Linked DNA regions of Ovis aries: region 2 is linked to region 1. Evidence: chromatin contacts called from public Hi-C data. All regions are on one chromosome and are shown on one strand. The core of a region is the stretch at or near the end of the contact, and the rest is flanking DNA. Distances in the headings are between cores, read along the strand shown. Region 1 holds the start of UTRN (utrophin). Region 2 overlaps UTRN (utrophin).

Region 1 (6,875 bases), core at 3,088-5,587:
GAAGAACTGACTCATTTGAAAACACCCTGATGCTGGGAAAGATTGAAGGCCGGAGGAGAAGGGGAAGACAGAGGATGAGGCGGCTGGATGGCATCACCGACTTGATGGACAAGAGTTTGAGTAAGCTCCCGGAGTTGGTGAAGGACAGGGAAGGCTGACCTGCTGCAGTCCATGGAGTCACAAAGATTTGGACACGACTGAGCGACTGAACTGAACTGGTGATAACTCCAGTTTTCTGGTTGTCAGTGGGCAGGCACACAGAGAAGGAGCTGGTGTGGGTTTACACCTTCCATTCTCTGCTCCCCTTCCTTCTGCTTCAGAGCCGCCTTTATTTTCTCCATTTTTATCAGTTGCTCTTTCCTCCCCAACAGCTTAGTCCTTTTATTTTATCCTTAGTTTCCCTGGACCTGGCATTTCAGCATGCATACCCTCCAGGGTCCTCTCCTCTCTGCCCTCACACCATCAGACTTTTCCTTGCAGATCAGCCAGGCAGGCTTTGAACCACAGAGCAGGTTGGATTGCCCAGATGGCTCCTGAGGTGTGAAAGACTTCTGGTAATCTCAAGAGTGATCCACAACTGAATGAAACCCTTGAATATGAAGTGTTAAGGCTAATTGTGGGTATTTTGAAATTATGATTGATCCAGTATGGATTTTTTTCCTTGTAGGGCAATTTCTAGACCCATTCAATCATCCAGAATGGCCTATTTGAGGCTAGCCCCTCAGGGAATAGTGGCTCAAAGTGTGATTCCCCAACCGTTGTGATCTAACCTCATGGGTTGCTTATTAAAACTGCAGCTTCCTGGGCCTCACCAGACCAGTAAATCAGAATTTCTCACAGCTGGCAGGCAATCTGAATTTAAATATGCTCCTTGGCGATTTTTAAGTTCACTAAATTGTGAGAAACTCTGCCATTGTGCTAATTATCGTCTAAAAATCATTATCCTCTAAAAATCCATTATAATTCTCCCTCTTTATATCACAAAGAATTTTATTTATATGTACCTTTAACTTGTGCAAGTGTTAGATATTAGCTATTAGACTGAAGAATTTAGCAACAATATTCAGCAACTATTTTAATATCTATTATACATAAGCCATAGAGCTATACTCTCTTGACTTGGAAAAGGTAAGGTGAATTCTCCAACCTATGTCCCTCTTTTAAATGCTTCCATGTGGGGGGACTGATTCATAGTCAACACAAAGGAAAAAGTTGAAGGAGCACCTTGCTTTAAAAAAAAATTACTTATTTTAAACTAAAGGATATTTATTTTAAATTAAAGGATATTTGCTTTATAATACTGTATTGGTTTCTGCCATACATCAGCATGAATCAGCCATAGGTACATACACGTCCCTTCCCTGTTGAACCTCACTCCCACCTCCCACCCCATCGCACCCCTCTAGGTTGTCACAGAGCCCTGGTTTGAGTTCCCTGAGTCACACAGCAAATTCCCACTGGCTGTCTATTTACACGTTAGTGTACGTGTTTCATGCTACTCTCTCCATTCATCCCACCCTCTCCTCTCCTGCCACCCCCATGTCCATAAGTCTGTTCTGTCTGCATCTCCATTGCTGCCCAGCAAGTAGGTTCATCAGTATCCTCTTTCTAGATTCCATATATATATAATGAAATATTACTCAACACCTTGCTTTTTAATACATTGTGTATTTCACGATGCTTCTGTTGTTCACAGAGGATCTGCATTTATATAATTTTGCATAAAAAGTTTAGTTGGAAAGCTTTCTTTTTGGCTCTTATGTTAGTATGCAGTTTCCTATATATGAACCATATCTATGTAGAATCATGTCTCTTGATATTATATATACCTACATATGCATATATCTTTATATAGAAATCTATCCACTATTCATATCATCATATTTTCTCCTATGTCAAGGACTTTATCCCCGAGACGTCAGTTCCGTTTTCTTGAATTTTCATGTTCTCGATGACTGCGGGGCAATTCAGAGTTTGGGTTAATGACAAACATGGGCCGCATTCCTATCACTTTTTCTGAATGTTCTACATCTACTTTGGGGTTGAGGGGACAAAACCCCATTACAGGCTTCTGTCCCTGCTGCATGGACTGCAGCTGGAATAATGTTGATTGCAGGTGCACTAACTGCTATCTGCGTCCTGGTGGTCTGTCTCCACTTTCCCCTCAACTCAGTTCTCAAGGTCACACTGGCTGCTCTATGGAGAGATAGTCCTCTGAGGACAAAGTCTCCAACTAACTGTGGTTTCTCTATTTACTGAGCAAACAGGGAGCAGGACCAGAGTGGGACTACTCGGTTATGCCATCAGCAGCAAGTTCTTTGGCCTCCATTGCTTATGTCCTGCAAAGAATATCTGTGTCTGGGTGAGAGGAGAAGGGCTAGAAACAGGCAGGGTCCCAGGTCCCAGGGAAGACACTGGAAACCCCTGAAGCTGGATGTCAGGGTTGGAGTTGGTCTCATATAGATGGTGCCTATTGTTTCATGTGTCCCCTTCCTTAGGGTGTTTTGGGAAACTTAACTAAACATCCCTCAGAGCTTGAAAACTCAGAAATTCTAGGTTCCCAAATGATTGTTTTTCTTCAAAATTTTGAGTTTAATAAATTTATCTTTGTGTAACATTTTGCAATTTGCAAAGTGCTTTTCAGTTACATAATTTTGAGTAATGAAATACTCAAACATTCCCAAGTGGTTTTATTTTAAAGGAGGAGATTTGAGTTTTCATTAACTCCACCAAGACACAGTGCATGACAAGTAGCTTTAAGAGTTTGTAGAATTATCAGTTAAAAGAAGCCCCAGTTTCCTGTGATATAGCCCGACTCAGAATGCATTTGATCTATCCTTTTCTTATAGCACTTATCACTGATCTTGCATATTCTTTTTCTTTTTTTTACTTGCCTTATCTCACTTAGTAGATTTGAATTCTTTAAAGCAACATCTCTGACAGATTTATCTGTGTATTTTTCACAGCACCAGTGAACCTGGCAGGCCCCAAATTGATGTTTGTAAAATGAATGAGTGAATGAAAGCAGATGATTAATTATACTTATTTCCTATTAATATTCTGGATTTTATTTGGCTTATGTGAAGAAACTCCACATAAAGGAAGGAGTCTAAGCTAGAGATTTTATAAGGAATACTGTCTTTCAGAATGCAACCCCCTCCACCCCACCCACAGACCTTTTACTCTATAACTAATAAAAGACTAGTGAATTCTTTCTGAAAAAACTGTTTAAGGCCCCTAGTGTTTGTCTTTACTAACTCAAAATTTGTTAACTCTCAAATATTAAACCAGCAACAAACCAGAGTTCCTTTTCTCATTGTTTATAGGAACTAGGAATTTAGGTTGCTGGTTTTTTTTTTTCCCCCCTCCCAAGTGTATTGATCATGTAAGAGAAACACAGGAACACACTGGGAATGAAATATGTAAACAAAAAAGCTTACACAGCACAAAGGCATTTCTTACCAGGTATTATTTTGACCAGCACCTTAGCCTTGAAACAGACTCTGTAACAGATGTTTAAGTGTGTATGTGTAGTGGAAAAATGGAAAAATAAGATCAGCGCAAACACTATTTGTATATATGTATGAACGAATGTAAAACGAAATTGTCAAGTTTTTCTTAATATTAAAAACGACACCAAGAAAATTATATAAATATACCCTTGGAACTAGGACCAAAAATTTGAAAACGTCAACACACTGAGACGGGGCGAATGGAGGGGCAAATGAGAATTCATTTCTCAAGGGAGGAAAACTGGAGACCGGGTTGGCCTGGGGTGGGTGTGACTCACATTTTCGGTTAATCTGAATAAACGGGACCAGGCAGCATCAGGCATCCATGCTAGCTCCGGGCTCTCAGCACGCACCGTCCGCTCCGGGTGCGCCGCCCCAGGCCAGCCGAGTGCCAGCCGGGCTGCTGCCTGCGGGGAGGGAGCGCGGGGCGGGCGCTGATTGACGGGGCGCGCGGTCAGGTGACCCCGGGCGCCACGTTCCCCGGAGCCCAGCCTGCGGTGGCCGCCTGGGCCGGGCCGGGGCCGAACCCGGAGCCGAGAGGACCTGATCTCCCGGAACAAAGTTGCCGGCCCTGCGGCAGCCGGGACGGGAGAGCCGAGGGGGGAGCCGGACCTGCTCGGCGCCCCTCTACTGGGGAGGACGAACCCGTGTGCCGGTACCGGAGCCGGTTCCCAGGAGGGCGAAGGCGCGCACCCCGCGGTCCTGCGCCCTCCCCGGCCTCCGGCGCTCCTTTCCCCGCTTCAACAAAGGGGCCGGCCGGCGGGCGGGTGAGGGGAGGAGGAGGAGCCGGGGGCGCGAGCCGCCGGCGCACGAAGTTGTGGAGTCGCCTTTCCTCGGAGGAGGGGAGCGGGCGGCCGCAGCGGCCCGCGGGCTTTCTCCCGCCGAGGGGCGAGGAGGAGCCTCCGGCTTCCAAAGCCGATTGGGGAATCGCAGGGAAAGGTGCCCCTCCACCCCTCACCCTCCGCCACCCTCCTTCGGGGTCATTTCTGCAGACGGAAAACTCTCCAGTGTTTGGCAAACTTGGTGCCTGCGCGCCCGTTCCAGGTTTGCAGTGGGACTGTTTTGTTTTTGGCGGAACTACGGGGCAGGAAGATTGCACAAGTTAGGGGCGTTTACAATCGAGTGTCCAAAAAAAATTTTTTTTTTTCTTTCGGATCTGGTCTGGTTTTCCATATTTCCTTAAAAAAAAAAAACAAACAACAAACAAACAAACAAACAAAAAACCGCACCACAAAGCCCACGTTTGCACACACACCCGCGATTACTACGCCTGAAACACATCCGAGGAGACCCGGGCCGGCTTGGGACTCGGCGGCGGCGGGCTGGCGAGGCAGCCCGCGGGGCATGGGAGCAGGTAAGTCCATGCATTATTGAGCCTCGGCCGGGTAATGTGACCACAGCCCCGGGACGCGGGACGTAGGCTGCGGGGAGGATGCAGTTTTCAGCGGCTCCGGTGCCCAGGATCAGCTTCCCGAGCTCCTTCTCAAGGCTGAGCCTAAGATGTAACCAACTTTTGCGTGCACTTTCCTTGGAACCTCAGTTCAGCTCCCCGCCCTGGGACAGGGAATGCCAGAAACGTGGGGGAGAGCTCGGGCTCGGAAGTCCTCAGAATCCGTGTAGTATTTCCTAAAGATCCGAACTCTTTCGACTGGTTCTGGGCAGCCTCTTGACTCCCTGAGTTTTTCTCCTGGCTGGGGTGAGAGGGTCCTGCCTCCGTGCGCTCTGGGCCAGTGATCTCCAAGAGGGGACGTGGCTTCCTAGGAGGGCCTGTCACACACACACACACACACACACACACACACACACCCCTCAGCCCCGGGAAGGCGGGGCCCCGGAGGTGTCCGCCAGGACCGGGTGGGGAGACGTTCCCAGCCATCCGCCTGGCAGGAAACGTGCTCGACCTCTGGGCCGTTGCTGCTCCCGAGGGTGGGGTTTTGGTGAGGTGACAAGGAGCGCTCAGTCGGTGAGTAGTCCCGCGCGATTGCGTCTTCTGGGGTCCCGGATCCTTGGCACATCTTGCAGCAATTGGTAAGGTAATTCATGTCCCTGTTTTGCTTGGGGTCCGAGGCACTGGTCGCTCAAGGCCCCTTTAGGAAACCGACACAGCACAGATTTTAGGCTGTGCAAGTTTTAGAAGGCATTCCGTTAAAAGTGGATTTTTTTTTTTTTTTTTAAAGCCAAGCCCCAGATTACGAAAGGGACTGATTCCAGGGTTGTTTCAAGGGGAGGAGAGAGTGTGCCCGGCTTGCAGGAGCCAGAAGACTCGCACTTTGTTTTCCACTGAACTGGGGATCCCGGGTCTAACCTGGGTCTCCCCCGCTCCCGGGATGCCCCGGGGAGAGTCTCCTCTTTGCCAGCCCCCAGGGTCACCTGGGCCCCGCGAGTTGTAACCCCTTGTGGGGGAGTGAACCGAGTTCTGGGAAGCCCGGATCCCCTGGGTCCGGGCGGGAGCTTGCTGCTCCTGGGAACCCGGCAGTAGCCGCATCTATTCCCTTGTAACTTGCATGGGCCTTGGGAGTCGGGTGGGCGCCTCTGGGCTGGTTGCTAGTGGACCCGGGGGACCCGGGAATCAGGCGACAGCGCAGGAATGCGGAGCTCCTGGGTTCTTCGGCCTCCAGAGCACCGGTGGGGCGAGGGCCATGGTTTACGCGGAGTCATTCCCCGCCCCCTGGACCAGTTTCTGAGACCTGAAGACTGCGCTTTAACTCTCCTTCAGGTGTTTACCTGGAACTGGTTGCCCCCGTAAATGGCATGAACCACAACAGTATGAACTTCCCTTGAAGCGCTTCCGAGAATGAATGGCAGTTCTTGGCACTGGGCGGTGTCTTACTAAGTTTCATACGGAGCCTCAAACTCTGGCCTCCGGGCTTTCCTTTCCACTATCTCTGGCATTCTTAGGATTAGGTAAAGGAATGAGTACTTTTCGCCCAAGGACCTACAGCATATTTCCATCATACTTGTACATTGTTAAACATGTTTGTATTCTTATGTCTTTTAATTTCCAAATTAAAAAAAAAATTAAAGCATGAGTTTTGCCTGTGAGGCCATCCCCCGTCCTTTTAACCCAGGTTTATTGTGGTGGCTTCTGGTTGCCTATGACAGCGAGAGAAGTTTTTGAAGAAAGAACTGGATTTAGAGTTAAGGGTATTGGTTTCAGTGAGAAAGAACTGGCTAAACTTTGCAGAACTTCATTTTGGGGAAACAGAACCTAGAGCAGAGGTAACAGTAAATTATAATTATAAAGCAATATGTCTTTCTTTTATTTGGTTTGTCACCTAGCTTGGTGTGGAAGATGGTAGTGTTTCCATAGTATATATGTGGACGTGGAGGGTCACACAGGCGCCTTGTGATGAAGCTATGATC
Region 2 (7,180 bases), core at 2,425-4,924, 68 kb after region 1:
TCCTGATGTCGCATCTGTTGTAGAGTCTGAGGAGTCGAGACCAGCATTGTGGGGTTTCATCTTTTCTTCAGAATGCGATGATTTTCCAGTTCTTGGCTTCTTGGAAAAAAGTACATAAGGAGCCATATATTTGTTGTGACAACATGTTTCATATATTTTCAAACTAGCTTATTTCTGTCCTATAGAGAAAGTTTCCTTTGCGCTGTTGCGTAGGGATAGTGTACTATTGTACTTGATTTACTGTGCTGACTAAAAATGTATTTTACTTTTAAAAGTGGTTCAGAGCTGATTAAGGGGAGAATCAGACGTACTTTTGGGCAGATTGTAAATGGAGGGGTTTTGTGTTTAGGCAGTCTTGTGCAGAAGAACTCAGACTCGGAACTTCATGTTAGATGTGGTCATGCACTTTTCTGTTGCTGGAGTTTACTTCCAGGGGGACCTAGATTTTTTGATTAGTTCTGATGTCCATATAGATCAAAGAAACTTGATGGGAAAAAAAATAAAAAACTCAAGTGATGTGTAATACTTGACCTTACATATCATGCTTGAATGTTGTTAGTATGGAACAACTTTTAGACTGGTCAGAATTTTTAAAAAATGGTTTTCTTTCTTTTGGAATTACTCTTTCCCTCTTAAGTTTTCCTCCCTAACTCCATGTGAATGTGGTGGTAAATGCTGGTAGGCATCCTCTCCCTGGAATGAATTCTCAACTAGAATGATTGGAGCAGCCCATGTTTTCTTAGCAAATTTGGCTTCTTGGCCAAGTGTAATAAGAGATCAGCATGGTATAATTCACTTTGTTGGCTGTTACTTTTCTCTCTTATTTAAAGAACCGTGTGGTCTCAACAGAAAATTAAAATATCTGTCAGAAACCTGAATTAAAACCTCAGGTACAAGAGCAGCATTGAAAGGCTACAAATATATATCTTGACTTTCACTTAATTCTCTTCCTTTTCCCAGCGTGAATAATCTTCATTGTCTGCTAGTCTGTGCAGTAATGTCTTGCTACCAAGGGTCTCAGAAATAGGAAGATAATTAGAAGTAAAAAATTCAAATAAACTTTTAAATAATAAGCAAACTTTTATACGGGTAGACTTCAGCTTTAAACATGAATTCTCATTCATTCATACAGCATTATTTCCTACTCTGTGGTCAGTCCAAAGGCTTTAGGAAAGTAAAAAGCATTTTTAAAAAAAATACATTTTAGGGCACATTATTTTAATAAAAATAGAAGATTAGTGTGTATATGATTTGCAAGGACCTAGATTCTTTTCTTATTGGCTGTTATTAATTTACTATTTTCTTATATCTACAGGATAGCTCTCTTTAGTGATCTTGTAAATAAAGGTATAAAAAAGTACATGTTTATGGGTGGCACATTCCATTGCAATATGTGGCTATTTTTGATCTTCAAGCAGTCTCCATAATAGATTAAACTTTGGGGTGAATCCTTTATATACAGACCTCAAGTAAGGTGGAAAGAGTGAAACCATAAGTGTTTTGCATTAAACTGTTGATGTTACTGGGGTTGAGGTTTCACATGACTTCTGCAGAACCTAAAGGGAGTAATAAAACAAGTAATAAAATGGAATAAATTGAAATATATATTTGTTGAAAATAAGCCTTTCAGTGTTATTTTTGAAACTGCCCATCCTTTTGCCCTGTGTTATCTTCTAAAATGTGCAACTCTAATTTAGTGCATTTGCTTCTCAGTAAGTTGAAATCTGATTATCTGTATCACTCTCTCTCTGGTATAGAATCATTACATTTTAAAATATTTAAAATATTTCTTTGCCTTTTCTTAATCTTGATGTCTGTGTACAAATGCCCAAATGTTAACAAATAATCTAATTGAAGGAGAATAAGTTTTTAAAAAAAGGCTTGAAGGTGTGAAATAAAAACTTACTCGGAGTTGCAGGCATCTACCAACGCACAGATGATTTAGGTCTGCCCAGGAAGCCACTTCTGGGAGGCCTCGCTTTTCTTGCCATCCTTCCTGCCTTCTCTTCAGGCTGACAGAACTCTGAGTCAGTCATTTTGAATGGGTTCACATATTCTCAACCTTGGCTGCACGTTAGAATCACCAGCGTGCTGGAGCCCCACGCCGGGGATCTTGGTATAATTAGACTGAGGCCCTGACTGTAACTGTTCAAAAGCTGCCCAAGTGATTCTGATGGGGATTCAAGATGGAAGCATATGGGGGAAGTGTATGGGTCCTTGTTAGACTGAAAGCTCCAGAAGAAGGACAGGAAGGAAGCTTATGCTTTCCTTCTGCACTCAGCCCATGCCTGTTGGCAGGGGAGTCTCAGGTTCCGCTTGAGGAATGGGTGGGTGAACAGATTCCTCTAAGCTGGAGGAGGCTACAGGAGGATCAGACCTCCTGCTTTCTGGTTTGAGCTGATGGAGAAGAGTGTTACAAGAGACTATGGTCTGTCTGAAGATGGCTGTCATTGGGAAGAAGCTCTTGGAAGAGCTCGCTGGGGAATAGGCCAGCTCGGGGTGCACTGAACAGACCGCTCTGAAGAGACAGAGGTCCTAGATGGTAGTGTCCTCATGAAGCAAGGCAAGTGGAGAACTTTGGAATAAGAATTTGATCAGGGGCTGGGGTGCCTGTGTCTGTCTGAATGTGGAGGTGGGGCCTGTTGTGGACACTACAGGGAGGTTCTGGGTCCCAGGGTTAGTTTGAAAGGAAGAAGTGTGATTATCTTTGCCAGGAATTAGTGGCTGCCTGACCCACCCATTGGCTGTATGAATATAAAGGCTGTATGAGTATTTAGAGTGGTCAGAGTGCAGTGAGGTTTGTCTGAGGGAGTTTCTCAGGGCTTGTGAAATTTTAGCTGATCTTAATGTTTATAAAGAAAATGAGTTAGTGGTTAGGGGAATGTAATTTGCCGAGGCTTGAGAGAAAAATAATTGTTCAGTTGGGTTAAGGGTAGATGGAGTGAGTTGTTTGAAACTGAAGAACTTTGGGGGGGAATGAGAAGTATAATTAACATGGTAATGAAGAGTTGTTTGAGGGAGGGGATCCACGTCTCAGTTGCCTGTGGCGTCAATGTGTAAGTCACTGAACTTCTGAGACGGGTCCCCAATCAGTAGCATCCCCCAGGTGATTTTGGTCACGAATAATTAGGTAACATGTTTCAAAGCAACTTGCAAGCTGTAGTAACAGTTCCAGGTAAATAAAAGGAATAGTAAGTTCTGTAAAAATTATAAAAATATAGTCAATTGAAAATAAACTTTGCCTGCTACCTACAATATAGGAATGGAAAATCAAATATTGTGTTGGTATGGCACTTAAAATGTATTTAGGCTTAAAATGGTACTTACAATGTATTTAAGCTGATGCTGTGCACTCTGTCATCTTTTTAGTTGTGGTTTTCCTTGGCATTACTTGAAAGGTATGATTATAACATGGGTCCTGGTTTCATGTTTCACTACGGTTCTTTGACCCTAGTTAAAGGGCACCAGGTGCTTCCTACTCTAATTGTCGGCAAATTTAGGATTTAGTTGGAGGGCCACTGATAGACTGGTGTGGGAATTAGATGGGATTTGGGCTTGGTGACTCCCTTACCCTGCTGCAATATTTTGACCTTGATTTGAACAGTTCAATGAACTGGCAGCTCAAGTAGTTTTTTCCCACTGAACTAGAACTTTCATTGTTTGGGAGAGGAAGATGAGTCATAGCCCAGACCTACCTTTGTGACAAAGTGCAATTTTAGTCCAGGGCTAAAGGAACACAGCTTAGAAACTTTCTGTTTAAACCAGAAAGTATTGAAACTTGGATTTTGAGCTGGATGGGAATTAGTGTGGCCCTCTCTGTGGGGTTACTTTCAATGCTACATTAAGAAGCATTAATGCTTAATGAAGCATTGTCTCAGACGGTAAAGAATCTGCCTGCAATGCAGGAGACCTGGGTTCACTCCCTGGGTAGGAAAGATCCTCTGGAGAAGGAAATGGCAACCCACTCCAGTGTTCTTGCCTGGAGAATCCCATGGACAGAGGAGCCTGGCAGGCTAGTCCATGGGTTCACAAAGAGTTGGACACAATTGAGTGACTTTCACTATCTCACTTTGTTTATTGAAGTACATTTTTGATACTAAATCTAATTTTTAGTGATATATTTAAATAATCAGGTCCCTTCTTAAAAAATTCAATGCAGAATTAAAATTATACAAACTGGCAAATTTCCAGTTCCTCTCCCCCTCCATATCATTGTTGTTTTGTTTGCCCTGCCACAACTCTTTTTTGGTGACTATACAAGTGTATACTTTTAGGTCTAAATTCCTACAAGCAGAGTTTTTCTTTTTTAAACTGAAGTTGAAACCTTCTGGCCATAGTGTATCCCATTAAAAAAATATTAACAGTAATGACCTGTGTACATATAATTTAGTTCATTTGGGCAATTTCTGGGGAAGATATGCTTTCATTGTTAAACTGCCATCTACAAAAGAGAGAGAGATGAAAACTAGTATATATTTGTTTGGACTTGCATTGTGTGTGCTTTTTTGCATGTGAAATTGAACTCTGCATATATTTTTTGGCTCTTTGGACAAATTCTTCAATGAATTGCCTTTTTATACATTGCTCCTCCCCACCCCCACCCCCATGCTGTTTGGATCTCTGAACTTTTAAACCTCTACTGATTTCAAAGGAAATTAATCCAAAATGGCAAATTTTGAATGACTTACTTGAATTTTGAGTTTTAAGATGCTTAACTTCCAGTCTAAAAGACAAACCTGATTTCTGGGTCTCTGGGACAGAAGTTTGTGTCTTTGGACTTGGGCTCCGTGTTTTCTTGCTCTCTTTCAGCTGTGGAAGCTGTCATCATCCCAATCTGTGCTGAGGCTGATAATTATTTAGGAGCCCTTGAGACTGGTAATTATTTAAGTGCCTTTGCTATTTTATTACATTTTCACATCCTGATAACTTATTTTCGTAGCAATGGTGAATCCCAGGATTATTTTTAGAATAGCCCATGTTCTGTGTAGTTTGTGGAACATGTTAGAGTTATCAGAAAGGATCTGGACTTGGAATTGCATGGTTGAATCCCAGCTATGTTGCATATCGAGTCTTAGTTTCCTTTTTTGCAAAATGGAGATAGTGGAGCTGTTCTAAGTCTTTAAAAAAAAGTGTATGCGTGTAAGGGCTTCCCTGGTGACTCAGTAGTAAAGAATCCTCCTGCCAATACAAGAGACATGGGTTTGACCCCTGATCTGGGAAGATCCCACATGCCTCCGAGCAACTAAGCCTGTGTACCACAGCCACTGAGCCTGTGCTCTACAGCCTGGGAGACACAGCTACCGAAGCCTGTGAGCCCGAGAGCCTGCGGTCTGCAAAAGGAGAAGCCACCACCGTTGAAGCACAAGGGCCACAACTAGAGAGTAGCCCCCGTTCACCGAAACAGGAGACAAGCTCAAGCAGCAGTGAAGACCCAGGAGAGCCAAAAATAAAAATATATAATGAAAAAAAAATTTTAAAGTGTATGCATGTAAGATCCCTTGCACATTGCTTGGTAAGTTGCAGGAAAGATTATAGTAGAGCTTTTTAAGTTAATGGAAAAAAATACAGTTTAGACGCTAAATGAAGGTAATATTGGCTTCAGTGAGGCCCCACATGCACCATCATACTGAAAATTTACCAGTTTTTTCTCATCCTTCGATCAAGATCTGTTAGTGATTTTTCACATCAAAGCATCAAAGCTGTAATTCTCTGCTGGGCTCATTTAACCACAGATCCAGTACGTGGCAAGAAATTTCAACCTATACAGGCTGGCAAACGGCCTGCTGTTGCTTGGAGAGTGTCTGTGGCAGGGTGCCTAAAATGTTTTGCTAGTTTCAAAGTTCACTTTCATTTGTTCAGAAAGGTTTGTATTGTTTGCAGGCAAGCAAGGCAAGCAAAGGGAAAGGGTATACAGCTTCCCATGTGAGTCTGTGCTGTGTGATCTGTTTGCCATTTGGTGCCTATTATAGAGAAAGCTTTGTATAGTCTGTAGAGAGGACTATTTCTCCAAATAGAGGAAAACTGTTGTGATGGTCTGGAAGCGTGATAGATTTCAATTTAATGCCATTGATCGGGATACTGTTAGAGGCTGAGCTACACTGAAGTTTTGAGATAGGTATCTTGCACAAAGTCTTCATGTATCATCAGTGGGAGTGCCTCATCTGATAGCTATTCACATGACCTTCTGAGAAACAGCTCCTCTTGACGCACCAATACAGACTTCTGGCCCAGCCCTCCGGCCACTAGCTAGGTACCTGCTGCCATAGCGAGTCTCCAGGCTTTTGACTTGGCCTGTTTTCTAGTTTGACTCCTGGATTCTGTGCTTTTAATTTCTGCTTTGACTTTCAGGCAATAACTCTCTTTCTGGTGTTAGAAGCTCCTGGATTGTGTTTGACGGAAGAAATATATTTCCCCGTCAGATACATTTTCTCCCTAGATAACCCTGACCTACCCATGCAGTCTGATATCTGACAGTACTCTGATAACTGTTTAGTTAGTTGTTAACAAATATTTATTGTCGGACTCTGAATAACTAGTATTACAGCAGGCAAAGGAAAATTAAAGTTTGTGTGTATTTGCAGGTCCACTGATTTATGGGACATTTGGAGAAGGAAAAAAATCGTGAAATGAAATACTTACTATATTTTATACCTAACCATGTGGATTCTTTAAAATAAAGATTACAGTCCATCTTTACTCACATTCATTTAAAAAATCATGGTGGATTTCATTGTAATGGACTTTACGCTAAGGAGTTATGGATATTTTGCAAGTGGGTTGAGAAAGCTGTTCTCACTTTCCTCTGTGTCCCACTGGATCCTTCTTATCCAACCAGCTACTTCCTATCCATTTCTTCTGCTGTTACAAGAAAAAGCCTATGCTTTATGTTGAGAATTTGTCTGTGGCTGAATTAACTGAGCACCCTTAAAAAAGTCCTGTGTATTTACTGAATTTGTTGCTAGGTCTTATGCTGCAGAATTTCTCAAAGTAATAAAATCTAAATAAAAAAAGAATGGTGTTGAAGGTAAATCTCCTTCTTGATTACTGTAATAAAGAATTGACATTTACTTCCCGTAATTTGTCAGTCAGTAGGTTATATTTGTCTGGTGTTTCATGCCGAAGAAGTCTTATCATATTGGGTTTGTGTTAGGAAGAAGGTAAGCATTGATTTTCCTGTAAC

Evidence for each region. A called contact is a pair of places that touch in the nucleus more often than the background predicts.
Region 2: a contact with region 1 is called in a Hi-C map of liver, with 3 times the contacts expected there. The contact joins the enhancer-like site here to the promoter of UTRN in region 1. A contact is called at or near these places in 4 of 16 Hi-C or Micro-C datasets (blood, liver, muscle and 1 more).

The regions. Positions count from the first base shown.
Region 1 is chr8:68,835,312-68,842,186 of ARS-UI_Ramb_v3.0, forward strand. It overlaps UTRN (utrophin), which reads left to right and starts at 4,338. Exons shown (of 74, transcript XM_060419784.1): 1 at 4,338-4,866.
Region 2 is chr8:68,903,592-68,910,771 of ARS-UI_Ramb_v3.0, forward strand. All of the region lies in intron 2 of UTRN (utrophin), which reads left to right. Among named protein-coding and RNA genes, the nearest start is that of UTRN, 68 kb to the left of the region's middle. Within about 2 kb of position 3,675, at least 14 of the 54 cell types and tissues checked have an H3K27ac peak or open chromatin away from gene starts, as enhancers often do. A contact at or near this core is called in liver, where this site is marked.